Regions from separate parts of the Mus musculus genome. Here all the other regions are linked to region 4. The links are chromatin contacts, called in public Hi-C and HiChIP or PLAC-seq maps. All regions are on one chromosome and are shown on one strand. The core of a region is the stretch at or near the end of the contact, and the rest is flanking DNA. Distances in the headings are between cores, read along the strand shown. Region 1 has its middle 13 kb from the start of 1810073O08Rik. Region 2 overlaps Haao (3-hydroxyanthranilate 3,4-dioxygenase). Region 3 overlaps Mta3 (metastasis associated 3). Region 4 has its middle 6.0 kb from the start of Gm24240.

What was found. A called contact is a pair of places that touch in the nucleus more often than the background predicts. HiChIP or PLAC-seq counts read pairs in DNA pulled down with a chosen protein or histone mark.
Region 1: a contact with region 4 is called in a FOXA1 HiChIP or PLAC-seq map of pancreatic cancer cells. The contact joins two enhancer-like sites. A contact is called at or near these places in 2 of 39 promoter capture datasets (HPC-7-derived erythroid cells and pre-B cells) and 1 of 115 datasets of contacts at active chromatin or transcription factors (pancreatic cancer cells).
Region 2: a contact with region 4 is called in a Hi-C map of CD8 T cells, with 2.9 times the contacts expected there. The contact joins two enhancer-like sites. A contact is called at or near these places in 15 of 39 promoter capture datasets (the 3T3-L1 cell line, the C10 cell line, the HPC-7 cell line and 11 more), 2 of 15 datasets of contacts at CTCF or cohesin (large pre-B cells and pro-B cells), 74 of 484 Hi-C or Micro-C datasets (B cells, the C2C12 cell line, CD4 T cells and 44 more), 29 of 115 datasets of contacts at active chromatin or transcription factors (DN3 thymocytes, the HPC-7 cell line, SST interneurons and 23 more) and 4 of 9 other capture datasets (adipose tissue, embryonic tail, liver and 1 more).
Region 3: a contact with region 4 is called in an H3K4me3 HiChIP or PLAC-seq map of pro-B cells, with 5 times the contacts expected there. The contact joins two enhancer-like sites. A contact is called at or near these places in 12 of 39 promoter capture datasets (the C10 cell line, the HPC-7 cell line, cranial neural crest and 8 more), 3 of 15 datasets of contacts at CTCF or cohesin (large pre-B cells, pro-B cells and stem cell-derived epiblast-like cells), 22 of 484 Hi-C or Micro-C datasets (the AML12 cell line, the C10 cell line, the HL-1 cell line and 16 more), 34 of 115 datasets of contacts at active chromatin or transcription factors (CD8 T cells, the NIH/3T3 cell line, the SCID.adh cell line and 23 more) and 1 of 9 other capture datasets (embryonic stem cells).

Annotation. Positions count from the first base shown.
Region 1 is chr17:83,900,750-83,908,340 of GRCm38.p6, forward strand. No RefSeq gene overlaps it. Among named protein-coding and RNA genes, the nearest start is that of 1810073O08Rik, 13 kb to the right of the region's middle. Within about 2 kb of position 3,037, at least 81 of the 459 cell types and tissues checked have an H3K27ac peak or open chromatin away from gene starts, as enhancers often do. A contact at or near this core is called in pancreatic cancer cells, where this site is marked.
Region 2 is chr17:83,828,081-83,835,793 of GRCm38.p6, forward strand. It overlaps Haao (3-hydroxyanthranilate 3,4-dioxygenase), which reads right to left. Exons shown (of 10, transcript NM_025325.2): 5 at 7,395-7,484; 6 at 7,111-7,154; 7 at 6,699-6,844; 8 at 4,247-4,315; 9 at 3,747-3,829; 10 at 3,274-3,641. The coding sequence ends at 3,563. Among named protein-coding and RNA genes, the nearest start is that of Gm41637, 5.3 kb to the left of the region's middle. Within about 2 kb of position 2,686, at least 98 of the 459 cell types and tissues checked have an H3K27ac peak or open chromatin away from gene starts, as enhancers often do. A contact at or near this core is called in B cells, CD8 T cells, the CH12 cell line and 14 more, where this site is marked.
Region 3 is chr17:83,803,589-83,810,380 of GRCm38.p6, forward strand. It overlaps Mta3 (metastasis associated 3), which reads left to right. Exons shown (of 17, transcript NM_001379391.1): 16 at 863-1,009. Among named protein-coding and RNA genes, the nearest start is that of Gm41637, 20 kb to the right of the region's middle. Within about 2 kb of position 3,948, at least 62 of the 459 cell types and tissues checked have an H3K27ac peak or open chromatin away from gene starts, as enhancers often do. A contact at or near this core is called in CD8 T cells, the HPC-7 cell line, double positive thymocytes and 1 more, where this site is marked.
Region 4 is chr17:83,272,492-83,279,543 of GRCm38.p6, forward strand. No RefSeq gene overlaps it. Among named protein-coding and RNA genes, the nearest start is that of Gm24240, 6.0 kb to the left of the region's middle. Within about 2 kb of position 3,905, at least 392 of the 459 cell types and tissues checked have an H3K27ac peak or open chromatin away from gene starts, as enhancers often do. A contact at or near this core is called in B cells, CD8 T cells, the CH12 cell line and 16 more, where this site is marked.

The DNA of each region.
Region 1 (7,591 bases), core at 1,787-4,286, 630 kb after region 4:
GGAAAATAAGAAAGTTAAGGGGCAATGCCCTTGCCTCCCACCATCAACGATGTGCACCTAGCACGCTGCATGCAGGCCGGCACTACCACAACTCGCTCACTCGAGTGTGGTCACGGCCGTGTGCCACCAGGAGAACGCAAGCCTACATGTGTGCCCCATGTCTAGGTCAACTCTCCACCCTCTCTTCCTTTTGTTTCCCTGGTTACAAACCCATTCATATTAACTGTAGGAAACAGGCAGAGATGTGCAGATCCTGCAGGAAGGAGCAGAGCAGTGGCATCAACCTGGCATTTGGGCATAAACACTGTTGTTCACTTACAGTGACCTACGATGCCTGTGACCAGGTAAGACATACAGCAGGCAAGCCAGTACCCCTTACTTCTAACAATACCTTCCTAGCCTCTGATTGCCACCATGGCAAAGTCTCATGTAGCCCAGGGTGCCCCATTATGTCCAGTTTAATGCTCGTGACTGAGCCAGGGTTCACTGGATGCTAGAAATCACTGTGCCAATGGAGTTACAACCTCGGTGCCCTTCTTGGGGCGTGGGTGCATGTGCAGAAGCAAACACATTCTCGAGCTTAAGGTGGAGTCTCCTGTAGCCCAGGCTAACCCTATGCTATGTCATCCTGGTCCTCCTGCTTCTGCCTCCCAGTGCTGGGGTAACACATCTGCTCCATCACTCCTGGTCCATTGGGGCTTCCTACCTAGTCACTGGTTCCTCCTAGTCACTGATGGCTGAGGGCTTCATCTTAGAGACATCCCTGTAGTGAGAATTTTGTTCTTTCCGAAAACCCAGTTATGTGACTATGTTTTTGTTTCAATCCCAGGCGTGGGATATGGGGGCTGACTAGGCTTTGTCTCATGCTCTGGCAGGGCCTGATTCTATCAGCTGAGAGATAGTTTAAGTTTGGAATTCTGGAGACTCTTGAGCGGTTATAAAAGGGCCAGAGCCTGCAGCGGTGGCTGCTGCTGTTCCCTGCTATTGCTGGTTCCTGAAGCTGCTTTTGCTGTTCCTCTGAATTGCTGGTTGCACATATCCTGATTATAAAGACTGGACTTGCCCCTGAGAACTCAATGCCCCTAACCATCAGGAAGTAGTCTAAAGAAATCTATGCCCCCTTTCCTTCTAGGCTTCTTTCTTCTACCAGGGCTGGGGGTGGGGGGCATTGGGGGAGGAGAAGGATGGCAGAGAGAAGAACCCAATAAAGTAGCCCAAAAGCACGGTTACACATCCCACGGAGATCCAGGCCTCCTAAGCATCCTCCTGAGGTTTCTTACTCAGTCTTACCAGTATCAGAATCTGCAGCATCACAGGAGCTCAGCCCTTCTGTGTGGTGGGCACCATGTCTAGACCCTGCCTGCCTGGAGTCTCTCTGGTGAGCTGGCCCTGAGGTTTACCGGGCTCCCTAGGGACCATTGCTTCACTGGGTTGTGGGGTAAAGACAGGGAACAGATTTCAACTCGTGCCTCCTGGAAACCACATCAAATGGTGCAGCTAGGAATTAATAAATAAATCTCGGAGACAAGTCAATTACCGTTCCCCTGTGGCCCTGTCCCCAGGGGCAAACAGTGGCAAGTGGTTCCCAGCCCCAGCACGTCTTCCCCAGGGCAGGACAACCACTGCAGCTGGCTTCTGTCAGATTAGCTGGGCAAGATGTGACAGGCCTCTGTCCTCTGGGGAAATCGCTCCTTTCCTGGGAGGTGGTGAGGACATTCCCAGGTTGCTCTGTTCCTGCCCTCTCCCTGCACCCTCCCAGTCTTACCGCTTTACCATTGGGGAAAAAAAATCAGACAGATTTCTTGTTGTTTTTGAAAATACATATTCATTCTACAAAGGCTGAGGGAAGCCTGCTAGCTACAAGGTAGAGGTTTTGCCAGGTTGGGGACTCTTGGAGACACAGCTCTTTCTGCCTGTGAAGAGTTTACAGTCATGCGTGTGGGCAGGATGTGTGTATCAGGCAATGTGGTTGCATATAGCAAATTTTTGTGGTTAGCAAGGAGGGGAGAACCTAGTTTAGCCTAAAAGGTTCCCCAGAGAGGCCTCTGGGAAGGTGATACGGGACAAGCTGTCACCTTGACGGGTAGTGAGTACTGCAAGGTTTATAAAGCAGCAGGGTCAAGGAATGGAGGTGAAGTGAGAGGGCTCTGAAGCAGCTGGCTGGATCCAGATGTGAAGGGGACAGAGTTGGGCTGGGGTGACAAGGGAGGGGAGCTACAGGTACCTGATGACAGGGTTTTGGGGTGTCATCAGAGAGAAAGAGAGAGAGGCAGACAGAGGGAGAGAGACAAAGAGAGAGATAGAAAGAGACAGAGACAGGGAGACAGAGACAGACAGAGAGAGACAAAGACAAGGAGACAGAGACAGAAAGAGACATAGAGACAGAGACAGGGAGATGGGACTTAGGTTTGTTTTAGCTTTGTGTACTAGGCACAAGGTGTTATTTCTACATAAACCAACTCTGTGGATCCCACCAGACTCAACAAATAGCAGTCTTCGCTCTGTTCAGCATCAGGGAAAACGAGTTCTCCAGCATTCGCTGCCTCTGAGTTTTCTCAGCTTGCATCGATTAGACAAGTCCTTTAGATTGATCATTTTCTCGAGTTTACTGTGCATAAAGATCACTTGGGACATTCAGTTAAGTGTGGCTGTTTGGTGTCTGTCATGTGGACTCGGGTCCTACATGGCTCAGCAATGTGCATTTTTAACAAGCTACGTGGATCAGAGAGCACATTTTGAAAGAAACAGTCCTAGAAGCTGATTGTATCCTCCTGGGGAACGTGCTGGGATTGAGGCTGCCGACAGGTGGCAGTACTGCATCGTGATGCTCTAATTACACCTCGGGCTTTCTTCCTTAAACTGGGATTGTTGACTGTAACTGGCCGAGACAGACAGTTCTGGGGCTTGCTGTTTTGCAAGAATGTGTAGAAATGAAACTGGGTTGGTGAGGAATGCTCGGCTACTTGTGGGGTGGGGTGAGGTGAGGTGAGGTGCTGAGGCGGGAAGATCCCAAGTTCAAGAGCTGCTTGGGCTACACAGTGAGTTCAAGGCCACCCTGAGCAGCTTTGGTGAGCTCCAAGGTGAAGTGGGCTTAGGAATGCAGCTCTCACTTAGCACCTACAGCGCCTCAGGCTTCCGTTCCCAGAACAACCAGATAAAGTAGACAAAGTAAAATAAGTTAGTCAGCAAATCTTACATTTCAAAAAAGTTTAAATTTCATTTTCAGCCAGCAGAGTTGAGCTTTCAATACAGAGAATACAGAGATCTCTTGTCAGGCATGTATTTTGATCACCTGAAATATGGATACTCCTGGGAGAGATGTGCCCAAGGTTCAGTGAACACATGGTCTTTAGTTATTATTGGTATGATTATTTGGAACGTCCTCCGTCTTTATCATGGGGTAGAGTCTCTTTTTCATGCTCATCATTAAGTGAATGAGGCAGGGATGGGAGGCCTTCCCTGGGTTTCCTGAGCAAGCCAGCGACAGGGGCGCCTCAGCTTTCAAACATAGCTCTTGGTTTATACTTGACTGACATGGTGGTCCTGGTGGCCTGGTCTAAATTGAAAACTGACTGGAAAGGGTCCAACAGCAGAGAATTGGCCATTAAATGGCTATCTGAATTAGTGACCCCTAGCGCCAGCTCTAGGGTGGCCTGTTATGAGATGATGCCCTGTCACTGAGAAACATCTCAAGCCCCTTTCTGTTTGTACATTCTTTGGGAGAGGGGGTTGATCCCTGAAAAAAAAAATCAGAGTGTATAAATTCTATGGTCTTTCTTATCCCTAGTCAGTGGTTTTGGCTGATTCTAAGTGATCATTGTTGGTACCAGACGAGATGGAGACTCTCAATTGCATCCTGCTTTCTCTGTGCCTGTTTTTAACTGCATCTCTGCTTTTCCTTCCCCTCTCTTCTCTCTCTCTCTTCTCCTCCATTTCTCTCCTCTCTCGTTCTGTGTTCTCTCTTTTGTTTCCAACAAGATCTTGATATGCAGCCCAGGATCGCTTGCCTCAGACTTAGACCCACTGAATTTCAGCCTCCCAGATGCTGGGATCACTAGAGAGAGCACCGCATCTGCCTACAGTGGCTTTTTAAAAACAGGGAAAAGGAAGGCAAGAACAATAGAAAAATCGCTTATTATTATTGTTCGCCACCATGTCATGTAGAAACCGTATCTTGAGTTAAGGAAACTTGTTGTTTGAATGATTTTTATCAGTTTCTTTCTACTTTATAAGCTTGACTTCTAGAAAAATTTGAATTATAGGATATGTTGCATTCTATCCTATAGGCTGCACTGTGTTGGAAATTCATGGAAATTCATGCTTTAGTTAGAAATTAAATGAACCAAAGTTTGTTGGCCAATGATATATTAGAAGTGAAAAAAAAAAAAACAAAAACCCCAAACCCACCCCTTACCCTTTCAGTCTCTCTTTTTGAAAGGGTCTCACTGTGTAGCCCAGATTAGCCTGGAACTTGTCATTTTGCTGCCTCAGCCTTTTCAGTGCTAGAATCCCAGATGTGTGCCACTATCTCTGGCTTTGAACTGATTATTATTTTTCTTTTAAGAAAAGAACTTTTCATTAAAAAATTTAAAACTTAAAGACTTGCAATTGAAAACACAGAATTTACCATCACAATGGTTGGAATGGGTTGTTTTTCAATACTATTCCTTAGTCATGCTTTCTCTCAGCCTGGAGGGTGAATCTTCACAATTCCTGCTTCGAGGAGAGAGAAGACAGTGTTTTGTGCTCCAAACTGATGCTCACTCACAACATCTATGCCTTATGTACAGAGAAATGGGATGAGACCTGGATGGCGAGAGTAGAGAGTAGAGAGCCCCATACCCGAGGTGGGAGGGACCTCAGGCAACAGCAAAGACAACAGTTACAGGCCGTCTTTCAAGACCAGAGCTACAGAGAAGTCTGGCTTGAGAGCTGTTGGCTTTTTTCCCCCACAGGCCCAGACCTTGTTGGGAGGAGAGGTGCGGGTTTGGCTGAGCAGACTTGCTTTATTTCTCATGGGAATTGGAAGAAGGAATTCCCCTGGACATGCCTGTGGGACCCCATGACAAGGAAGGGAAGGACAGAGGAAGTGCCTGAATTTGGCTTCCTTTAGCTGCCCCGTGCTGTCTGCAGGAGTGAGTGGCACGTAGGCCATTCATGTGAGTGAGGGCAAGAGTTTGGGAATTCTCTGAAAGTGTGCTTGAGAAGTTTGAGCAGAAGGGTGAACAGTTATAATCAAAGAGGAGAGAGGGCCTGGCTATTCAGGAGCCCAAGGTAGAGTTCCCATACCCCACATCTGATGCCCAGGAGGAGCCATAGGGGAAGGGAGGCCTCCACCCAGGAAGTAGAAACAGAGCAGCGATTCCAGATCCTCAGCTACAAGCAAGTGGATGCGACTCAGCTCAGAGACTGGAGGAACTGGACAGAGCATCATCAGTCAGCATGTGTTAGGTAAGGCTGCAGTAACAAATGTGCCTGAATCTTAAATGTAGTACTGTATTTCTTACCTCCTGGTACACACTGGGCTCACCCTGGAATTCATACCCTGATGTCCATTCTGGGATCAAGCTGAAGGCCAGCCCTTACGGAGGAGTAAGAGTAGAGGGGTGGTAGAGATGAGAACAGCATTGGTTCTTTCTACATGTGCACGTGTTCTAACAGCATTGGCCAAAGCCAGTTGACTGGGCAAAGCAGGTGCCTTCTCCACGAGGTATCCCAAGTCCCCAGGGTTTGGAATAGGGATGGATAACCTTCTTGCAGGCATGGAGGGTGTGTGTGGGATACTCACAAGAACAACAGCCTATTACAGCAGTGATGCCTGCCTTCCAGCAGGGCTTCTGAGCTTCCATGCCTCTCTCTGACTTTCCCAATCCTAGAGAAAGAAGGACAAGGATTTGTTTAGAGGCTATGGCCCAGAGAACCCTGACAAGACTCCGGTGGGATGACCAGCTTAGCCCAGGTAGTAAATGAGAAGCAGCTGTGTTTCTTGTCACTACAGAGAGGTCTGGAAGACGCTGTGGCTCCCAGCCATGGCCAGAAGTTAGAGGATCAAGAGCTGAGGGACTGCCTGCTGTCTGTCTCCTTGACCAATTTCCTGTGCAGTGGTAGAAGGAGCTTTATCTACAAAGTCAAGCTGTTCCTCACCTCACAGCTATTTTCAAAGAACTTTGTTGTTTTCTAAAGATATTATCTATCTGTCTGTCTGTCTGTCTGTCTGTCTGCCTATCATCTACCTACCTATCTCCCAGCTAGTATCACGATCTGCAGCTTTGACTGGGACTTGCTATCTAGGCCAGACTAGTCTTGAACTCATAATGATCGTTCTGTCTCTGACTCCCAAGTCAAAGCCTTTTTTTTATATAAGACAACTTACTACTCGATCCCTCCATGAACTGACAGAGATAGAAAGACAAGGACTAATTCGTCGCTATCAAATAGAGAAACCAAGGCTTGGGAGAACAAAGGATGCATCTGAGACCACGCAACCAGTTGTCAGCAGAGATCGCAGGAGCCAAGTTCTTTTTCTCTGGGCTAGGTATTCTCCGTGACTTGGGCTGGGGCTGCAGAGGCAGCCCGGTAGAGATGAAATAGAAGGGGAAATCCCGGAAGCACACAGAAGTTATGGGTGGGGCTGGAGATTTGGAATCAGAGGGCGGCTCTCCCTATCATTCTCCTTTGAGTCAACTCTAACACAATAGAGTCTTGATTTCCTCCTTTATGAAGTGGACTGAAAGCTGGGGTCCACACAGAAGTTGTGAAGTAAGAGCCTAACTGCTGAAGGGGTGGGTCTAGAAGGTAATTAGGGGTGGTAAGGTTATGAGGCTGGAGCCCTCACAAATTGCTTCCAAGCCCTTGTAGACACAACGGAGTGTCTCCCACAGAAGCACATAACAGGACATAAATACTATGGGAGCTGGAAGAGGTTCTTCACCAGAGCCCTGCCAGGCTCCCTAATCTCAGACTTCCAGATGCCAGCTGTAGAAATGTGTTGCGTAAGGCTTCCAGATTTGAAGAATATAACTTTTACTCTCCCGATGTGATTGCTGTCTTCCAGGCTTAGTGCTAACCTAGTCTCTCTTGACCTCTTTTTGCTCTGCTTGGCCTCAAACTAACTCTGGCAATCTGTTCTAAACTTCTGGGCACTTTCTCATTCTCTGGCTTGTTCTGTCTTCACCTGTGTCTAGCTTGTTCTGTCTGCAATCTGTCTCTATAAAACTCCCCCAGTAAAAGCGCCTCCTTCTCTCTCTGAACTGCTCTCTGAAGTAGCTTCCCTTTCTTCTCTTTCCTTAGGAGAGTTGGGAGTATCCTATCTCTAATTCATTCTGTCAGATCTTTCTCTGACTCGTCACTTTGCCTGCCCCTTAAGTAGAAGTCACTTTCAAACATGGGTGCTTCCATCTACAAACTAACTCTACCTCCATTGTTTGGGACTAAAAGGTGTTAAGGACTGAGCCACACCATAGTAGAAAGTTTGTTTGTTTGTCTTTTTCCTCCAGCAAGTAATACAATCTTGGGGTTCACAGTATGATCAAATATCTTGCAACAGAAAACTTTTAAAAATATTCATTTTTGGTGTGTGTGTGTGTGTGTG
Region 2 (7,713 bases), core at 1,436-3,935, 550 kb after region 4:
TGGTCCACTTTGCTCTCTTACTAAGAATCTCACCCATTACCATTACCCCTGCCTTCCTGTTCCAGTTTGAGGACACTCCCGTGTCTTGTTTCCCTGGAGACTTTCCACACCATGCACCGAGGCTTGACCTCCTGCCCTGTAAACCTGATTGTCCCCCAGAATGGTCCTGAGCCACTGCCTACCTACCACCAGCCATTATCCCTGCTTAGCCCACCGGTGCCTGCGACCTCTGTGCTCGTTGCTATGGTCTGTGTCCAGGCCTTGGCCAGGAATCACAGCCCGAGGTCAAGGAGAGCTCTCCGCCTTCACCTCTGTGTGGTCTGTGTGTGTGTGGTAGGGTGCGCTTGGTGAGCATTAGTGACTGTTGGGCCCTCGCTTACCACTTACCAGTTCCACTCGCCCCCTCACACGGAAAGCAATGGATGACGCTACATCGTACCCTGGATAGGAACAGCTTACGCTGGGAGAAAGAAAGAGAAGCTACAGAGTGCTGGTCTACATTTGCATCGTGTGGACCAGAGCCCCAACATCTCCACTTTACCTCACACCCCTCACCACTGCTCTCCTCATTGTACAAAGGGAGTGTTCTCCTTTCTTCCTCTCCCCTCTCACGTGCCCCCTTCCCGTTCCCCGTATGTACGTCCCTCCTCAGTCCTCTCATGTTCCATCTTCTCTCCTGTAGCTGGCAAGGGTCAAGAGTCATGGTTTCCATTCCTTAAATGGAAGAGCAAGTCCAAAGAAAGGTACACTGAGCCAGACCAAGGGAGCCCTCCTTTCCCTGGGGAGTGTAGTGGCAGCCTAACGTCCAGCCTCAGGGGGGGTAGGGGTCCTTTAGAGAAGTCAGGCCTGGGGAAGTTGGGGCAGGTGGCAGTGGGACTGGCAAGCTCAATGGAGACAGAGAGTATAGCCAGAACCACAGGGAAATTCCAAGGCTGGTTAGGAGCTGGATAAGGACAGCTCATGCCTGTCCAAGGTAGGCAAAAATGGCTGTGCAGCAGTGAAGGGCATCCAGACATTTCCCTCATGTTAGTTTGAATTGGAGCAGCCGGCTAATTGTAGATGTGTTGACAGAAAGGTCTCCAGAAGAAGGGGATGGAGATGGTGACATGTGGTCCCCTGCAGCACCAGGGCTGCTCTAATCCTGTAGAGTACACACCTGGGTAGACTCCTGGAAGACAGGCACTCTGGGTAGCCAGCAGTGACAGTGACAGTGGCGTGAATCCACTGGTGGTGGTGTCAGCAATTCCGTAATGGGAGAGGCAGCCGACTTGGAAGCGTTTGATCTGACTGAGGCTGGCTGGCCCGGGCTTGGCCTCCTGCTCCCTGGTAGAGATACTCCTGGGATGGAAAAGCCACAGTGAAAGCCAAGGGAGGGGGCAGGTGCAGGAGAAGGCAGTGCAGACAGAAAGGCAGCCAGGGACAGACAGGGGTGACCTGGAGGCTGGGCAGGGGACCCACAGCCCTTCCTGCCATCTGGCTTTCCTCTGAGATCACTGGTGAGTTTTCAGAAAGTGGGAAGTGGGTAGAGGCACCATGCACACTGGTTTCAAAATACGTGCATCCATTGTCTCTTGTCTGGCCTCCATCCTGCCTGCTTTCCCCTGTTTTCCACTCCACAATGTCTCTCTCTTGGGCCTCTGCCTGGCTCTGACCCTGAGACCTGTGTGATTCAAACATGTCTAACATGGATTGACCCCCACCCCAGGGGACTATGGAGAGGGAATTCGATCCCATGTGAAAGACCCAGAGCCCTGGAGAGCAGAGGCCCCCACCGAGGCACCCTGATCATCAGCGTCACAGTAGCAGTAACGCCCATTTAGGGGAAACTATTTCCTTCTGGTCAAGAAAATGCACTCTCTGACTTGGGGGAGACCTAGCATTCTAGCTGGGAAGGGCAATCAACTCCTTGGCTAACGTGGCTAGGGAGGTAGATGTTTGTTAAGCCATGTTAAGGGGATTGGAGGGACGCGTTTTCCATTGATGACGCAGTGCCATTTCCTTCCCAGAATTCCCATCTGTGCTGCGGTTGCCTGTGGAGTTGAGGCCCAATTGCTCTGTTAAGTCTTTTCTTCAGGGAAGCACGGCTCTCCCGTCCTCTTGCTACCACTGTTCTAATCAACCTTCTCAGAAGCCCAGGCTTCCTCACGTGTCTCTGAAGCACGTCCCGTTTCCCCTTCTGCCATTCAGCTACATGTCTGGCCTACCTCAAATGGCAGCTGCTGGGATTTACAGCTTTCTCGCTATGGCTGGGGGGTGGTGGGGGGGCATATTTTAAATGTTAAGAAAATTGTCCTCTGTAAAATCAGGTGTTATTGTCACCTTTGTGGAGAGCATTGAAGAGAAAACGAGGAAGCCTGGTTGTCCTTTCCTGACAGATGGAGCCATTCCTTCTGTGTTCTGACCCCCCCCCCCCCCAGCATCTCTAGACATGGCATGTTCTCTTCCCAGATCTGGGACAGAGAAACACACTGGTGCCACCAAGCACGGACCAGGCCACCCTGGACAGTGGACATTTGAAGGCACCAGTGTGGTCCTTCTTTGCTTATAGAAAAGCTTTGGGATAGGAAGGTGCTGATGTCATATCCTTCAAGGCCAGAAAGCTCCCTCAGCCAAGTCAGGTCCCCTTTGACCTTCTGTGGAGTGTGTCAGAGCAGTGAGCCACCAGGCTAGGGCAGGGAGACTGGGCTCTAGTTCCCTTTTCTTGAAGCTCTGCCTCTAAGCCTAGGTTTGTTCTGTGCAGATGCAGGCTCAGTATTGTCAGCTTCTCACTGAAGTCCCTCCCTGAGCCCAGGCTGCCCAGGAAGGCCTGCTCTGTGCAGATGCAGGCTTAGTGCTACAGGCCTCTTGCTGAAGTCCTTCTCTGAGCTACAGATGTCCCACTTGCCTTTCCTCCACTTGTAGAAGCTATGACAGTGATTACCTCTGGGGGTGGGGAACTCTGTGTTTGAGGTATTTCTGTTTTCCATAATTAGCATAACATAACTTCTGTGGTTGAGAAAGAAACTCAGCAGAGTGGGGGTTTGTTGTTATTTTTAAGTATGTTAACAACTAAATGAATGAACAGGGAACAGAGGGAGAGACAAAGAAGCACGCGGCTTTATAAGCAGGATGCGGAGCGGGTGTGGATCAGGGTTGCATGCACAGGGAACCACCTATCCACAAGAGGTGATGACACACATTAACAGGCCTTCTAACTCCCTGTGGCAACTGTTGTCCCCAAGTAACACATGACAGGGGAACACAGGTCTGCCACCTAAAACTCGCAAGTACTCATTCAGCAGGATGCCTTTATTGAGAGATTTCTTAGTGTCAGGCTGCTGGGCACATGGGGACAGTGTAGGGCTATGGCTGTTAGAAGATCGGGGACTGCTGATGTCCTAGGAGTCTGGCATCCTGGGCTGAGCTAGGCAGGAGGGTTGATGCCAGTGACAGCTCTCAACCACTCAAGGGGCCTGCTGATGTCCATGGAGATGCAATGAGGCTGAAAGAGCTGTCTGGAAATGGGCAGCTACCAGGTCATTACTCAGGCACCCTGTGGCTGCTTGGGGCGCACACAGGAGGGTCACCACCATGGCTTCTTACGGGCAGGGTCTTGTGTCACAGACAAGGCCACAGAGCCTTGTGCTCGCTCCCACACATACCTGTGGGGACACAGATACATAAGAGTCAGGCAAGGCCAGAGCCCAAGGGTTCCAGGGAAAAGGGCATCATTGTCATGGCTTCAGAAAGTCCTGGCATATACTCACGAGGTTCCAGCAGGCACCAGCAGGCTGTCATCTGGGGCCAGGGCTATACACTGCCCTCCCATTGTCACCTTAGAGGAGCCCTCCTGTGAGAGAACAGCAGAACCAAGTGAAGGCTGATGAGGCTGAGCTCAAGGCCAGCCTGAGTGAATTAGCAAAACCCTGCATTGAAATAAGAAAAGTGTGTGTGTGTGTGTGTGTGTGTGTGTGTGTGTGTGTGTGTGCACATACATGAGTACATGCATGGTGGGTGTGGGAACGGGGAAGCAGGGGGTGTTCAATGGTAGAGCTCTTATAAGGAGGCCATAAGTTCCATCCCCAACACTACAAAACCACAGAAGAGGCTGGGGGCACATCAGGCCTCAACTCTCGCTTTCATGTCCCCGAGTCTGCCTCGCAAGAAGGCCCTGAGAGTAACTCTCACTATGGGAGCCTGAGGTCCAGGGACAAACCAACCCCCATGGACAGGAAATGGTGCCACCCAAACCTGGGATCCCACTTGCCTGTTGCCACAGCCACACATCCACATCCTGCCTTGGGCCTTTGCTGCTACCTTGTCCGTGGGCAATGACCTGGGGAAGACAAAGCAGAGCGTTTTGGGATTCTGCTCCATTTGGGAAATAGTCACAACCCTGGCCCTTAACCATTATCACCTTCGAGGGACAAGATGTGCCCACTTCCACAGCCTCCTCCCCATGTGACGAGCCTACTCGTCAGGGATCAGAAAGGGATCACACACACACACACACACACACACACACACACACACACGCCCTCATGGGTGTCACCAGCTCACACTCAGACACACCCAACCCGGGCCCCCAGATTTCCACTGCCCTTCCTGTGAAGTGTTCAACGTCTGACTGGGGAGAACATGAGGCTGGGGCCTGCTGGCCTTATGATTAGCGAGAGCCTGCGCTCCTGCAGGCTGTAAGGAGGGGTTAATGGCAATTGGCAAAGGAGAGCTAGAGCAGGTAGACACAGAGTAGGAAGAAGCCATTAGCTACGGCTGTGGTGGGTGGAGCTTTGGGCGTCCCTAGTACTGGAAGAGCAGTCTAAACCTGTGTTCTGCCAGCCTCCTGCCCTGGAGTGACCACTGTTTAACTTTTAAGTCTTCCTCCTCCTCTTCCTTGCCCTCTTCCCTCTTCTTCTTCTCCTCCTCCTCTTCTTCCTCCTCCTTCTTGTTCTTCTTGTTGCTGTTGTTGTCCTCCTCCTCCTCTTCCTTCTTCTCCTTCCTTTTCATCTTCTTTTTCATCATCATGATTATCTTCATCATTACCATCATCATTATATGTGAATGTATGATGTGTGTACATGTGGTCATACATGCATGACTTGTGGCATCAGCTCTCTTTCCACGTTTTTGTGGGTCTCAGTTATCAAACCTGGATTGCCAGGCTTATACAGTAAGCATCTCTGATAGTTTGTCTCTGCTTGGCCCAGGGAGTGGCACCATTAGGATGTGTGGCCTTGTTGGAGTAGGTGCATCACTATGGGCGTAGGCTTAAGACCCTCATCCTAGCTGCCTGAAAGCCAGTATTCTGCTAGCAACCTAGAACTCTCAGCTCTGCCTGCATCATGCCTGGATGTTGCCATGTTTCTGCCTTGATGGTAATGGACTGAAGCTCTGAACGTGTAAGCCAGCCCCCAGGTAAATGTCCTTTATAAGACTTGCATTGGCCATGGTGTCTGCTCACAGCAATAAAACCCTAAGATAGCACCTTGACCCAATGAGCCATCTCGCTGACTCCTGGTGACAGGCTGTGCCATTGGAAACCCATCACACATGCGAATAGCAGCATCCTTGTAGGTGTTCTCTGGCCCAACATCACAATGAAAGGCTGATGGCTCTGAAATTCACTCTAGACTTCTCCCCCAACATGTGGGCGAAGCCCCGATGTCTCTAGGACATGGCCCCTCCCTTAGTCTAGTGCAGCAGAGTTCTGGAAGCAGCTAGCAGTCCAGCCTCCTTGCTAGCCTTCCCACCTAGCTCTGGCCAGCCTCGGCTGCTTACAGGGCTAGGCTGTTTCAGTTCTTCTGACCTTTATGTTTCTTCCTCCTCCAAACCACTCCCTCCACCTCCCTCCTGCAAACCCTTACACTAGCTTTACAATTCTACCCAGGGCCGGAGAGATGGCTAAGTGGTGAAGATCACAGAGACCCCAGACTCAGTTCCCAGTACATTCATACGCATCTGTGACCCCAGTTCCAGAGGGTCTAACGCCCTCTTCTGGCCTCCACGGGCACCAGGCAAGCACATGATGTACGCATATGCGGGCCAACACCGATAAGCACAAAATAAAATAAACAAATCTAAAATTTTTAATCAAACATTCTAGGTGCACATGACCTCCTCCAGTTATTCTCCTATGACTTTCTGTTTTTCTCTAGTAAATGAGCTGTCACGTGACTGGCAGTTGTGGGTTAATTTGTCCATAGCAACTGTCTTGTTCTTACCAAAGCCTAGAGCAGCAGGAATTCTAGATGAAAGGCCAGCTTGTATGTTCTCTAACACATTGCTGCCCAGCCTCTGCCAAATAGCTCCCTCTTCAGCTTCCAAGTTCCCACGTGACAAAAGCCCAGGGGAGGTAAGCGATTCCCAGGAAGGTGACAGTGGACATAGAACCTCCCACTCTGTACACAAAGCATCCTTGCGACCATGAAGGCACCCAGAGAACTTCAGTCACAGCAACACTGTTAATCTCGGAGATAGAGAGGGAACAGGAAGGCCGTTCTCATGCCTCTGAAGTTTCTCTCTGTGTGTGTGTGTGTGTGTGTGTGTGTGTGTGTGTGTGTGTGTGTGTGTGTGGGTGTGTGTGAGAGAGAGAGAGAGAGAGAGACAGAGAGAGAGAGACAGAGAGAGACAGAGAGAGACAGAGAGAGACAGAGAGAGATATTGATTCCCATTTCTCAGGTGCTGGCTGGCTGGCTGTTGAGTGCCCTGAGCTGTATTACCTGGGTCTCATAGCTGTCCCCAAACAGGCTTAGGGATGTGCCTGCCTGAAGCTCCCTGGAGTGGCCATCCAGCCAGGCCTTCAATGACATGGGCTTCATGATGGACCGTGTATTCAGCGGGAATGGCAGCTCCTTGAGCAGCTGGTCTGCGCCAGTGACACAGTGATGGAGAGTGACCTTCAGGCTCAGGCCACCCAGCCCCAGTATAGCCGGGACCCAGAAGCCTTAACTCAAGGCCAGTTCGGGATTTGGGTGCAGCCGAATGACTTGGCAGGCATACAGGTTGCTACTTGGTGTTGTCTGCTCAGTACTTTAATTACTAGGCAGAGGATTCAGGAAGAGGCTCCTGGGACCACGTCAAGACCCATCCCACTAGAGAGAAAGAGGGAGGGAGAAAAGCGAGGGGGCTCACCAGGGTTGGGTTTTCCTGTTCGGTATTGCTCAGAGTGGAAGAACCTGCAGGGACCAGGCGAGAGGACGGAACGACAGCATTTCTGTTAAGATGCTGGTGAGGTATATACCCTACGCAGGAGCCAGCCCACGTTCATAGCCCCTCACAGGACTTCATCGTGCTTCCCCTCCCGACCCTGCAGAGTGGCTCGTCCCATCCTGGAGGTGGGAGATTCTTTTAAACTCCCACCCCTGATGGCTCCAGGCCATGGGGCATTGAGGGAGGGGCCCATAATGGGAACTTACTCTTGGATGATGGGTGCTAACTGCGTGCCAAGGTCCTTACAGTGGAACCATTTCTCGAAGAGGACATCCTCAGTGTCCCCCACGTAATACCTGTGAAAACAGAGGTCAAGGGAGCCCACATTCCATCTGGGCAGCTTTGGGGCAGCCTGGTTCAGGCTGGGCTCTGCTTGAAGGCCTCCTGCTGAGTCCAGGCACTGCATAGCTAAGCCGTGTTTGTTACTTTCTGTTGGCACAGCCTAGGATCACATTTAACGCCGGGTGTGTGCAACCCAGGTAGAACTCGAGCTCGGAAACAGAATGACTCGGCAGGGGTTACACA
Region 3 (6,792 bases), core at 2,698-5,197, 530 kb after region 4:
TGAGTGGCACTTCCTAAATTTCAGTAAATCTTGCTATTTTGGCCCTCGCGTTGAGCAAACAAGTTAAAAAGACAAGTTGGTTTGAGCATAGGTGACGTGCTAGGTGACAACTCTGAGGAACATCGAATGGGTGGGGCTTTAGAGCCAAGGCACTCATACTAATTGTGGCCGGAGGTCTTTAAATCTACTTCCCGCTGTGAAATTGTAGTTTCTGCATAAGAACAAGAGGTGTCCGGTTGTATGGCCCTCAGCAAAGGCCTTTAACCATGAACCTCCTACGCGTCACAGTTTTGTGGCATCTCCCTGGTCAAAGTGTGCCATCTACATTTTGACTACAGTGTTGAACTCTGGTTTCAAATCTCATCGTCGTGGAAATGTTCTGGCCCCAGACCTGCTGACTGCCTTGCTACACAGCTAGAGGAGTAATCTTGTTTTTCCCAGCCCTTGCACACCAGATGTGCTGCGTGCTCGCTCTCCTGGCGGACAGAGCACAGAGGCAGGCTTTTCTGAGGCCGCCTCTGCAGATGCTCTTTAGATTTCTCAAGTGCCGAAGAAGCCGTGTGCTTTATTCCCTTAGCAAATCTCATGTTGCAAGTGACCTTCTGAAGTGGCTTTCTGAGTGTTTGTCTTCCCCACCTGAGGCTCAGAGCTCCAGCCAGCAGGGGAGGAGCCAGTGGCCTTGATAAGCAGAGCCATAGTAACAACACTTGAAGCTACCTCATTATGCAAGTCCATGGCTGCCTCCTAGGGGACCGACCCTCGGGTCATTAGGAAAGAAGATGTGCGCCTATTAGCTGTGTTAGAGTCTGTACAGATTTCCAATACCATGCTCTGAGTTGATAAACCTTTCTCCTCCCGTCAGAGATCCATCCCGCAAAGAAACCTAATGTAATTCGGTCTCCACCAAGCCTGCAAACTCCAGCTACCAAGAGGATGCTCGCCGCTCCGAATCACACATCTCTGAGCATTCTGGGGAAAAGAAACTACAGCCATCACAATGGTCTAGATGGTACGTAACCCTGAGGAGCCTCCTTCTCTGACGGGCTGGGACCACTCTGTCCTCTCCTGCTTATTATGGCTATTCTTAGCTCCTATGGTGGCTCATGCCGTAACCCTGGCACTGTAGAGGCGGAGGCAGGAGGACCAGGAGTTTAAGGCCGATTCTGGCCACCAAATGAGTTTGAAGATAACCTGGGCTACATGAGCTCATGTTCCAAAAAAGCCCAGAGGTTGGTGGGAATGTGAGCCGGTAAGGGCATGAAGGGTAAGGCTGCTGTGGGCCAGTGAGACCTTGCTCAGCACCAGCTCCCCACTGCCACATGCGGCAAGAGCCTAGTTCGGAGGGGAATCTGTATTTAGCCAGTGTTCCTGCTGCTGTTTGGGCTCACTTCTCAATTTAACTTTCCTTGCCTAAGAAGGATTACGTTGCCTCGTGTCGAACCCTCAGTGATCTCCAGGGCTTTCTCTGCATTCTGTGGATCACGTTGGATTTGGCATCTGTCCCTAACTTCTTTCATCATATCCATGTTTTTAATTGCCCGAGAGGGCTACATATCATGAAAGGAATTGCCTGGGTGATATCCTAAATACAGAAGTAATTTGTTTGAAATGGAAAACCTGAGAAATATCGCCTCTTACCCAGAGCGCATCTCTTCGGCTCAGCCATATAATGACTCTTCAGGCGGAATTGAATTATCTCACCATTTGGACCCCAAACGCCACAGTAATAAATCACGCAGGCGGTAGATATTGTTCATTTCGGATGTCCTAGAGTTTGAAGCTGTCTTTACTGTTTAAGTCTTGGCATGTATTTATGAATAAAACTCTCTCCAGGATTTTCCTGCCTTAGGAGCTCTGCCTTTTTCAGAGACAGTAAATTACATATAACAAGGCCCTAGAGCACGGATATAGAATAGGCCTCCTATAATAATTCCCATGGCTGACGTCCCTTTCTGTGGCGTTCGATGGCCATCATCATGCCAAGATGGGTAAAATACTGCGGGTGAAGAGCTTAGCGGGTGAAGAGCTTAGTTTGTATTTGTAAGATATCACGTGCTATAAATGTGCCTCTCAAGGGTTTGGCTGCATCGCAGGTTTACACAAACACTGTCAGGGCAGTAAGAACTTTGGCTCCCTGTCCCTCGTGTGCCTGACAAGGAGGCAGTAGAAGACCAAGCAAAGAGGAGGTCAGAGGGAGAAATGGGATTTCGTTTCAGCTTCTCCTCACCCACAGAGGGGCCTTGGGCTCAGACTTAAAGGAGTATTGGCTCCTTTCTTTCCACCTAGGCATGTCCTCTGCTTCCCTGAGTCCTGCTGCAGAGCAGAAAGTAGGTTGTGCTCTCTCCTCTCCCTCCTCCTCCTCGTCTTTCTCTTCCTCCTCCTCCTCCTCCTCCTTTCTGAGATAGGCTGGTCTTAAACTTACTATGGAGTTAAAGACTAATCTTGAGAGTCTGTTCTTCGGCCCCTCCCTCCCAGGGGCTGGGTACAGGTGTGTGCCATCATGCCCATTTTAGGTAGTGTGGGGGGGATCGAACCCAGGGTTCTATATCTGCTAGCTACATGCGTCTGTCACCTCCCTCACTGCTGTGTCAGAAATACCTACCAAGAAGCAACTTAAGGGCTGGTGAGATGGCCCAGTCAGTACAGTACCTACCACACATGTGTAAGAGCCTGGGTTGGATCCCAGCTCCCACCTAAAAGCCAGGTGTCGTGTGTCTGCAGCTTTAGCAGAGGTGTGTGTGTGTGTGTGTGTGTGTGTGTGTGTGTGTGTGTGTGTGTGTGTGTGTAGACAGATCCCTAAAGCTCTCACACACCTGCACATACATGTACCTACTTGAACATATACATCCACATATTCATACCCACAAAAAAAAACAACTTTTAAAGAAAGGAACTTAAAGAAGGGAGGTTTTATTTTGTTCACAGAGCCAGGGAATATAGTCCAGCGAGATGAGGAAGGCACGGGGCAGGCCTGAGTGGCATCTGGTCACATTGCATCTGCGAAATGCAGTCAACAGGAAATGGGGCCAGAGTGTAAGACCCCAGTGGTCTGCTTCCTCCGCCTACTAAACCTTCTGCAGCTCCCCAGACAGGGCCACTGTGTGTGGACCAAGTGGTGGAATGCAGAACTTATGGGGACATTGCACATTCAAGCCACAGCACCAGACAAGCAGTCCACCAGTGTGCCACACCCCCAGCCCTTCACCAGTCTCTGCAGTAACCAGTGCTGGAAGTCTCCCTCGCACCTCACACGGCCGCTCTGCAGCCAGGTCCAGACCTGTACGGCAGCTCCGGTCAGGTCATCTCTTCAGCACCTGGTGCCCAGCATCATGGCCCTCTTCTCCTTGGGGCTTCGCCTCCAGAGCAGCTTGCCCTGCTTCTCACTGAATGAATGCAGGCTGTTGCAAGGTCACTGCCTCTGCACTCTGAAGAGGACGCAGGGGCACAGCACGCATGAGTTCCTGACGCCATACTGACCAAGTCAGCAGCTCGCCGCGGGTGACACCTGCCTCGTTTCCCAAAGATACCCAGTCTTTTCTTCAAAACTCTTTGATCCGCTGTCGCAGCTCAAAAAGGAGGCTGGTGACAACATGCCTTGCCGTGTGCTAGCCAACTAACCTGTGCCTTCCCATTCGGTTCACGCAAAAAGATCTCTGGTTGGGATGGGTTTGTTAGGGCACACAATTGTATCTCTGTGCCCAGAGCCTGGCACTTAGGTGCACAATATAAATTATACAAAGGAAAGTGTTGAAGAAAACAGACCTAGTGCAGTGGATTGTAATTCCCCAGTTTACCAAATATGGGCACAGATGGACTCTAAGTCAAGGACAACGAGTTTCAGAATCACTCTCTAGTAACTGCTCCAGCAAGCAGAGAGTGTGGTGGTCCACACACGAGCCCTAGCACTCAGGAGGAAGTGGTGGGAGGAGTCTTTAGACCTGCCCAGGTTACGTACCCAGACTCTTATCTTAAAGCAGAAGGGGCTGGCGAGACCGCTCAGGAGTTAGAATCATACTCTCTCTGCAGAAGACACAGCACACGTGCCTGGTGGCTCACAGGGGCCTTTAACTCCCACTTCCTCTTCCACCTTCACTGCAGTCGTGTGCACATAGCCCCTCACACATAATTAAAAATAAGATAAAAACTTTTAAACATGCTTCTCTTTATTTTTGGTTGTGAGCCCAGCGGAGCCATCTTTCCAGCCCGAAAATATTTTTTAAAAGCAATGTGAGTACTATTTAGAAATAGGAACTATAATGGCTCCTCGGCCTTTGGGCTAAGATCAAGTGTAGAAATAGAAGCTATATTAACTGTTTTAACAGCTAAGTTATTATAAGACATCAATAGAACAACAGCTGGACGGTAGAGCAGACCAACTAACACGGCGAATGTCCTTGAGTTCAAAGGGCACAGAAACTGGAAGTATCTCAATTTAGAAGCTTTCAGAGGATATACCAGGCGGTGATGGTCCAGAACTCGGGAGGCAGAGGCAGGCAGATCTCTTGAGTTCGAGGCCAGCCTGGTCTACCAAGCTAGTTCCAGGACAGCTAGAGCTACACTGAATGGCTAGGACTGGAACAAGCTGCTTGTGCTAACAGGGTGTGGCTGACTGGAACAGAAGGATACTTGTAGCTCTCTAGCGCCCCCTTCTGGGAGAAGAGGGAGCCGTGGCAAAGGATTTTTTTTTTTTTAAGAGACTTGGTCTCAAGTGTCAGGAAGCCATCAGAGGGATAAATTTGGTGCCTTGAGGCCATACTGCTACAGAAACAGATTCCTAGTGGGCCCTTTCCTTGGAACAGTGACCGTGTTTCTTATTCTCTCAGGATCCAGGTCCTGACTAACCTCAGTGCTGGATAATATCTGGTTAGTGTAGTAAGTTTCCATCTCCTAGTTCTATTATCAAATACCAAAGCAGGTACAGATTCACGGGGAAAAGCCTTACCCCGTGTGATACAATGTTGAAACCAATTAGCACAGGTACTTAATTACCACAGCCAACAGATGGACAAGACTGTGAAGATAGGGGAAACTAATTTGGCTGCAGACAACCTGCTTCCAGTGAGTGTCCCGCCTCCCAGCTTCCTGTCTCTTCTCTGTCACTCATCTCCCCTCCTGTCCTTGCCTCTCAGGTGCTTTTTTTACTTTTAGGCAGGAAATCGCTGTGTAGCTTACGATCCCACGGAGTTCCAAGTGTATGTCCCTTGGTTCTGTATTTCTGGGCCCGAGGTGAGGTTGGAACATCATAGCAGCAGAAACATAAGCCAGCATTGTTGACCACAGCGGCAGGCAGCAAGCACAGGTGGACTTCCGGTTCCCGGTGGTGGGAGCTCTTGATATTTGCAAGAAGGAATTTTTTTTCAGACATTTAAAAAAAATGGTTTTTCGTTCTTTTGAGACAAGATGCCATGTATCCTAGCTTCCCTCAAACGCCAGATGTAGCAAAGGTGCCAGCATGCCTAGTGTCTACAGTACTGGGGTCTAACCTAGGGCCTTGTGCACCAACACACATTTATTTTGGGGGAAGCAGTCTACAGCTGAGCTCCATTCTAGATCACCTTGTCACACACACACACACACACACACCCTCCCCTACCCCCAAATAGACAGACAATTTCATACTGCTTTCCTGAAAGTTTCTGTCTTTTACTTGGCCCTGGTACAGACTAGGGTCAGAGAACAAGCACTGAGTGTGGGTTAAGCCAGTCCTAAGGCGTCGGACCACATACAGCACCCACCCAACGGAACTGACTCCACCCAACGGAACTGACTCCACCCAACAGAACTGACTCTGCCAGTGCAGACGGGCTCATGTGTCAGAAGCCTCGGTGCAGGGAGCTGGAAAGGCAGGGTTGATCTGACAGTCATACCGCGCAGATATGTTCAGTGTGGTACGTCCTAGTGTCGGGCCCTGTGCTGTCACCCACCCATTTGCCGACATACTTAGAGGTGCTTTGATGTCATTTGCATTGCTGGCAGACAGAGAACCTGCTACAGGGGTTCCACTACGTTAATGCCCAGTTATCAGGGATAGGCCCTTTAAGGGAAGCTCTCTGTGCCTCTGAGAGCGCAAGAAAGGGCGGCGGGGCAGGGGAATAGAGGCATTTGTACCATGGGCAGTGGAGACAGGTAGCCAAGTGTTTGCAGGAGCTGCAATGAATCTCGGACTTCTCCCTCCTGCTCCCGTGAGGCCTTTGGCTTCTTCACACCTGTTTTCTCCTCTTTCAATCTGTAAAGTGGTGATGGCATCCGCCTTACAGAGCTGCTCTCACGATGACATCATTTATACTTTTATATCATTTCATCATTTCATTTCAGTAGTGGAGAAAAAAAAAATCAACAGCCCAGAGAGGTTTAGTGACTCACCCAAAGTCACATCGTTAATGGGTAACTGCGGTGGGATTTGAACTCCCAATCTTGTGTCGTCCTCTAGGTGAACAAGGACCCTGGGCTGTGCTGAGTGAGGCATGCTCTTGGGTGATGTTCATGTTTCCTGGGTATAAGAGTCGAGTGTCTGTTTGCAAATACATAGGAAAATGCAGTGGGTATTCGGGAATCTTTTGGTTTCATTTCATTTTGTTTGTTTCTTACTCAGACTGAAGGTCTAACAGAAACCTGTGGGCTCCATTCTCTGGCTCCCAAAGCCTCTCCTTCCGTGTCTCACCCCTGTAGTGTTTCCTTTCCGGCTTTCAGGAGAGTGGAAAAAAAGAGAAGAGAAAATGCAAAGAGTCACTTGAAGGTAGAAGGTGTTTAAATGAAGTCTGCTGCCTCTGACTCATAGTGGGTGCTCAGTAA
Region 4 (7,052 bases), core at 2,655-5,154:
AAAATAAGGTGGAAAGTGAAAAATAAAGACACACCTGACAGCAACCTCTGGCCTCCATGTGCACACACCACATACAGGTACAGCACACACCCATGCATTGCTCGATTACTCACATAAGTGTGTGTGAGCACACACATACACACACACACACACACACACACACACACACGATAGATAGATAGATAGATAGATAGATAGATAGATAGATAGATCGATAGATAGATAGACAGACGGTCTCTATGGGAGACACAGAAGACAAAAGGACCCAGAGAAAATGAGAAGTAGAAAGGCTGGCTCAGGAAGTGGATTTCACAGTCCCACTGACAGAAGCCACTGAGCCGTCTGTCCGCAAGGCAAGGTGACAGAAGTCAGCCTTTGCGGCAACCAGCTGGCCCCACCTGCTCACAGTGGGCCTCTGACCCTGATCGTCCCTTCCAGCTGACTTTTATTTGATACCTGGTATGTGCCGGGGACCTGTGAGAAGTGCTCTGGACACTTCCAGCCTGGGAAGAGACATAAAGCTTAAGGGACAGCATCTCTATAGCATCCCGGGCTTTAAAGGGATCCCCAGACCTTTCCCCTTCTGCCTTCCTCTTCCCAGTTTGAGGAGTGCTCAGTTAAGCCAGATACCCCAGAATTGGAGTCTGAGGAACACCCTCCTGACCTATAGGACCTCGGATCCCCAGTATCCTCCTAGCCCCTCTGACCACAGTCTCCATCATCAGTCCACCTCTCACCTGTCTGTCTCAGAGCCAAGCCTGTGACCTCTGCTCACCCTGTCCACCGCCACAGGTGCCCTTCACTAGCGGGTCCAGAAAGGAGGATGCCTCTGCTTGCCTGGAGACCGTTGCTCCGCACATTTTACCCAAGCAACTCGGATCTTACCACTCTTCTCACTGCAAACCGCCGCCGCCATCAGTTCCCTTGGGTTCACAAAAGCCCAGCTTTACAGCAAGAACTTGGGCCAGCAAGGACCTATTCACAGGGACCAGCCTAGCCAACTGCTCTCGGTGAGGAGCCAGGAATGTGAAAACGTTAATGGTTGCAGGGCTGCTTGCCCTTCTGCACCCCCACCCTCCAGTGCTCCCCCGTTGCCCTATCCCTTCCTCTGAACTGGGTCTGTTGTATCCGTGCGGATCAAGAGTCAAGACCTCCGGGGTTGAGGGACAGGAGGGAAGGAGGCTCTAGGGAAATCCGTACAACTCAGAGGGCCCTCTGTCTCTGCCGTTCCTTCTGCCAGGTCTCCATTCCCTCTCACACCCACCCCCCTCAGCACCCCAGGGGGGTTCACTTTACTCTCCTGCTCTGACTGGGAGAGACCACGCCTTTGACTGAGACCACGCCTTAACTCCTCCCCAGCCCAGAGTCCACACACGGCCCAGGTCCCAGAACCTTGGAACCTTGAATTATTCCGCTTGAACCCCTAAGAGGTCACAGCGGTGATGTTCTTTCCATAAAATGATAAAAGTAACCATCCGACTAAGTAGCCCTCAGATGCCAGGCACCCACTGGCCCCAACTCCAGCCCACTGGGCTTGTGCATTCCTCGGAACTCTCTCCTTCCATCCCCACCCCTACATTTCCTGTCAGTCCCTACTATCCCCTGTTGGGGTGTCTATGCCCACTGATCCCGGGGGGGGGGGGGTGGGGAACAGGACTGACAGAACCCACCCCCTTATGAACACTGGAGGAGGAAGTAGCTACTGGAGGTCACTGTCTTGGCCATTTCCTGTTTCAGGAACAAAGATGCCAAAATATGTTCCTTTTTCTTATGAAAAAAATGTAGGGGTTTTGAGAGTTGGAATTCCCAGAACCATTGTCGATGCTGTGAGCTGACCGGGTTGGAAGCCTTTGCCAAGGCTGCCTGGGCTGTTCTCACGGGTGAGTGTCTAGAGGCAGTTCTGGAAATGATGTCTGGATCTCTCTCACTGATGGACAGGCCTGACCTCAGCCTCCTGTCCTCCCAGGGTTCAGGGGGAACTTATGCAGAGGAGAGAGTCCCCTCTCCAGACCTTTGGCTACTTGGATGGCCTGAAAGGGTGAAACATAAGATACAGCAGCACTTGGGCTTTGAGCTTAAAGTCACTCTGTCCTGAAGGCAGACAGCTTAGTGAAAGCCATTTCTGTCCTCTGTCTCAGGCTAGGCCACTTATAAGCCCCATCGGAATGACCAAATAGTATCAATTTGCATGAAACCAGAACCTTCTAGGCTGTCCAGGAATGGGGGAGCATGGAAGTAAAGGGGATCGGGAAAACGGGGCTCTACCAATACGACCAAGATAGACAGACCTAGAGCCGGGACAGGAATGTCCACGAGTCGGTGTGGCCTCGGGAGACACAGAGCCAAGCCCCCAGGACCTTCCCATCCTGGATCTGGGTAGCAGGTGGCAAGTACCCTCTGTGTGCTGGCTCCATATTGGCCAGCTTTGCCTCTGGTCTATGTTGTTAGTATCGGGCCTGCCCAATTCCCTCCTCATCCTTCTTATTCATTCAACAAACATTTAAGCAGTCTTTATACTGGAAGGTAAACACTACTAGACGGTAGGTCCCCAAAGGTATATGAGATTCACCAGGGCCCTGGCGTGGTGAAGCTAACATCTAACTAGGAAGATACACGGAAAAGCTTTTGTTCACAATCCAGTGTGAGAAAAGCCTTTGTTCACAATCCAGTGTGAAAGTCCGATCGTATATAGGCCATGGAAACGGACAAAGTGCAAGACCCAGGGGAGAATCCACAGACAATAGAAGACTATTGACCTGGCTGAACATTTTGTGTGTGATCTCCATTTTCATCGTGTGGGTCCTGGGGTTTGAACTCAGATCGTCAGGCCTGGCCTCAAGCACCTTTACCGGGTGGGCCATCTCAACAGGCCAAATGTATTATCAATCAAAGCAATCGTCTCAAGGGAAAGTAGAGAGACAGTCTAGATCCGTCCACCCCTGTTCCAAGCAATAGGGGCCAAACTCCTAGGAAAGGTTACGTGGGCCCCACTTAGGATCCGCCCTCTGTCTTCCCACCTCCTAATCCCTAACCTGATCAAACTGTTGGTTCTGTTCAGAAGAGAGGAGCCTTCTCACCTGACTCTTCAGCCGGGCGTGGTGGCGCACGCCTTTAATCTCAGCACTCCGGAGGCAGAGGCAGGCGGATTTCTGAGTTCAAGGCCAGCCTGGTGTACAAAGTTAGTTCCAGGACAGCGAGGGCTATACAGAGAAACCGTGTCTCAAAAAACAAAACAAACAAAAAACCAAAAAGAAGGGTCTCCATTTCCTTCTTGTGCCTATACAGTCAGAGAGGGTCCCACTCTAGGCCCTTACTAGAGTAAGGGTCCTCCTTTCTCCATCACCCCGTCCTTACCACCTGGCAGCAAGCAGTTCCTGAGGGGCTAGCCTCATTCCTGCCACCCCAAGTGGGAAATCCCTATCTCAAGGACGGTTTCGAAGCCTAGACAGAAATGTTCACATCACTGGCAACAGCTTTCCAAAGGCTAAAGCTGGCACCTCTAGGGGCCCACTGCCTGGAGCAGGCTCCGAGATCAGTGGGGTGGGTCACAGAGAGCACATCCGGTCTGGTACATCCTCTGCAGGGGTGGGGACCATTGTGCAGCTAGCTGGCCTTCCCAGGGGCGCTGTCGCATGTCCTCAGTCAGAGACCAACAAGCAGGAGGCCTGGCTGGCCTGGAGAGTCTGCAAGACCAGAACACGCGGTGCCTCTGAGCACCCACACGCTGGCGGGGAGTGGCTAGGGAGCTGAAGGTGGGGTTCGGGGAGGATTCCCCGGGCAGTGCGGGGGACGAGCCTGCGGACCGCTGGCGCGCGCCCCCGATCCTCCCCGCGGGAACGGGAGCGCGGCGCCGCGGGAGGAATCCCAGCTATTTCCTCTGCGCCCCGCGGTATGCGGCCGGCTCGCCTCCCTCCGAGTGAGCGAGCGCGGCCCCGGCACCAGCTGACTGCCAGCTGCCCTGGCCGCGCCGTGCAGCTCCGGATCCCGGCCAGCCGCCCCCTCGTCCCAGGCCACGAAACCGGCCTTTCCAGCAGCCTGAGACCTGTACCGCTGTGCCAGCCAGAACCTGTCCCCGGCCCGCGTGGAAAAGCCGGGCGGACATTAGCGCCCACGCGAGTGTCATGCGTCTGGGTCTGAAACTACAAGTTCCTTAACCTAGTTCCCAAACTGTTGTGCAACGGTGACCCCGGCCTACTCATCTGTGTTGCGACAAGGTTAAATGTGAAAAAGAAAGACAGAGACAGAGTGTCAAGTGTATTTTCGTTTCTCTAGGTCGTTGCTGCTGTTCTTTATTTTGCTTTCCAGTCATAAGATCCTGTGCTGGCCTCTTTCCAGCCCGGCTTGTCAGTGAAATAGTCAGAGCGGGCTTTACTCGGAGACCTGTAGGTGGCTAACTCCTGCTGGGCCTGGTCTAGACTGGGTTCTCACTTTGCATCATCTATCTATCTATCTATCTATCTATCTATCTATCTATCTATCTATCACGGTTTGCCAAAGTTTCCCATGTTGGCCTCGAACTCGTAGGCAACCCTCCTGCTTCAGTTCCCCTAGTGCTGGAATGACAAGCTGTGAGCCACTATGCCCAGCCTGTGCTCTCGTTGTTTTGTTTTAGGGGTGGGGGGTTGATTGTTTGTTTGTTTTGTAGCTTTAAAAAGTCTGATAATGGAGTCCTCCTTGCTTTTAACCATTGTGCTCCGAACCACAATCACTGCTTGGAAGGCAGAGAGGTCAGTTATTTATATATGTTCAAATGATGTCATTGCTGTCTGAGAGCAACCAGGGAGGTAGTTGGTGGTTAGGGGAAATTGAAGGTGCGCACGGCCGATAACAGGTCTGCAAACGTGGAGTCCGGTAGTTGTGTGTCTGAAAAGAGGATTGTCACCGTGAACTCTCTGGGACCCTCTTTTCCTACTACAAAGAAAAATTCTTGCCAGTTTTGCCTTTAACTCTTCTGAGTAGCTGCCACCAGGGCGGGGAGGAAACTGAGACAGATCCTTGGCCACCCACACCTGCCTCACCACGCCCACAGCCGCGGCTGCTGGGACACGGGAGCTGGAAAGCCCCGGTTTCACCAGGCCTAACCACCAAGCCCTTTGCACAAAGGAGCTGCAGTCTGGCGTTTCCCCTGCCCGCCCTCAGTTTAGACTTCTTAGCTTCCATCCCAGCTTGCATCCATGGCCAAGCGCCAGCCACTTAAATCGATAATGTGCCCCCCACCCCCCAGAACAGTCCCTACACATGTGGCAGCCATAGACCTCATAGATCCAGGTGGAGACAGAACCGGAGAGATAGGTACTATAAATATCGCAGGCCAGCAGCAGGCAGTCTGAGCCTGCAGGCAGAGGCTCCCCACCCGCTCGCTCGCCCGCCCGCGCCTGAGCAGGGCACTTCCGGCCATCAGAGTAGGAGGAGCAAACAGCATCAGTATCAGAGGCCTGAGTTTCCTCTCCCCTAAGATCCCATCCTGAGCCTTTATCTCCTGCCTTGGCTCTCTCTTCCTAACTCAGAAGTCCCCTGACCTTTATCTTCTCTCCTCGTTTTCTGACCACCAGGGTATGCTGGAGGTGTCTTGAAGAAATGCAGGCCACTCTTTGAATTGGTGAGAAATGCCTTTAGTTTAAAAGGGAGAGGGGGACAAGGGTGTACTCAGTTGCTAGAGCGCTTTGCTCCCATGCCTAAGCTCTGGCTTCAAGCCCCAGTGTCACATAAACCAGGTGTGGTGTACACTTCTATAATCAAAAGGTAGGAGCAGAAGGCTCAGACATTCTAGACCATTTTCTGCTACAAAGCAAGCTCAAGGCCAGTCTGAGATTCATGAGCCCCTGTATCAAAAAGATACAACGTGACACTTAATTTTGATTGGACCTACTAGGACAATCTACTAACAGCAGAACCGCTAGTGGCAAAGAACCGGAAAGTGGGGAAGTGACGCCTCCAGAAAATGAGGGCTGCTACCCCAGCAAGCTGGTGGCTGTCTAGTGGGACTTCCTGAACTGGGTCTGCCAGGTCTTGTGTTTGGTGAGATATAGTATTTCAGGAGGGACTTGTTTCTTCTTAGATTCAACTGAGACAAAAAGGGTTAATAATAAGGCCCAGGGCCTCTGATGGATGCAGGTTTTCTGTAGGGTGCTCAGTGGTCTGCTAGCTTGGGGAAAGGGTGGAAGGAGGTTGGCATATTTGAAGCTCAATGGAGCGATCTAACACACCATTCTTCAAGTGGGGCTGCAAAAATAAACCCCTATTTAAAGTAGAGCGGGTAAGTCTTCTAAAAATACAGCCCCATCTCTCTTCCGGTGTGAGAGCTGACTCTAGACACGGCCGAGGAAGCACTCTGCAAGCTCTGACTCTTGTGTGAAGCGCACTGCTAACACTCCGGTTTGGCACACTTTAACATGAAGCAGCACATGAAGCTAGCATAACGCCTAGCACTTGGGAGGCTGAGTGGCAGCCTAGGAGAGGGGTGGGAGTGGGGAACTCGGGGTGGTCTGCTTCTGAGGACCCACAGGCTAAGGAACTTCCCCTGGACACTCCTCCAGCAAGGAGACCTGAACCCCAGCGTCTCGTTAATGTGCATTGTGGGATAAAAGACCCCACTGTTTCCTTAAGCTGGAACTGATTCCCCTGAAGTCTTTGTCTATTGCAAGGAGGATGGCCTTCCCACTGCACTCACCTGCCTCTAGCTGACCCCAGCTGTGAGGGGCCCTGCAGGGGTCAGACAGGGAGGAACGACTGAAGAGTAAGAATGGAAAACCCATGCAGATCGGCTTCCTCAGACTCTGGGGAGTCTAATAACTGCCAGTTTAGTCCCAATGTACTAAGCACAGTATAATTTAGAACAGGGGAAAAAAAAGTCTCCTGGTGTAATGGAAGCCCTGTTGCGCAGGGAAGTGTAATTACATTGAAACCCTACTCAGAGTAGTCGTCATTTCTTCCAAGAAGATGTGTTCTAGAGATACGCTACCTGCACTAGCTTAAAAGCCTAAGAGTCTGGCCTGGTCTCCGTCATACGGATAGCTTAGAGGTCATTTGAGCTAGTAGCCACCTCTGGTCCT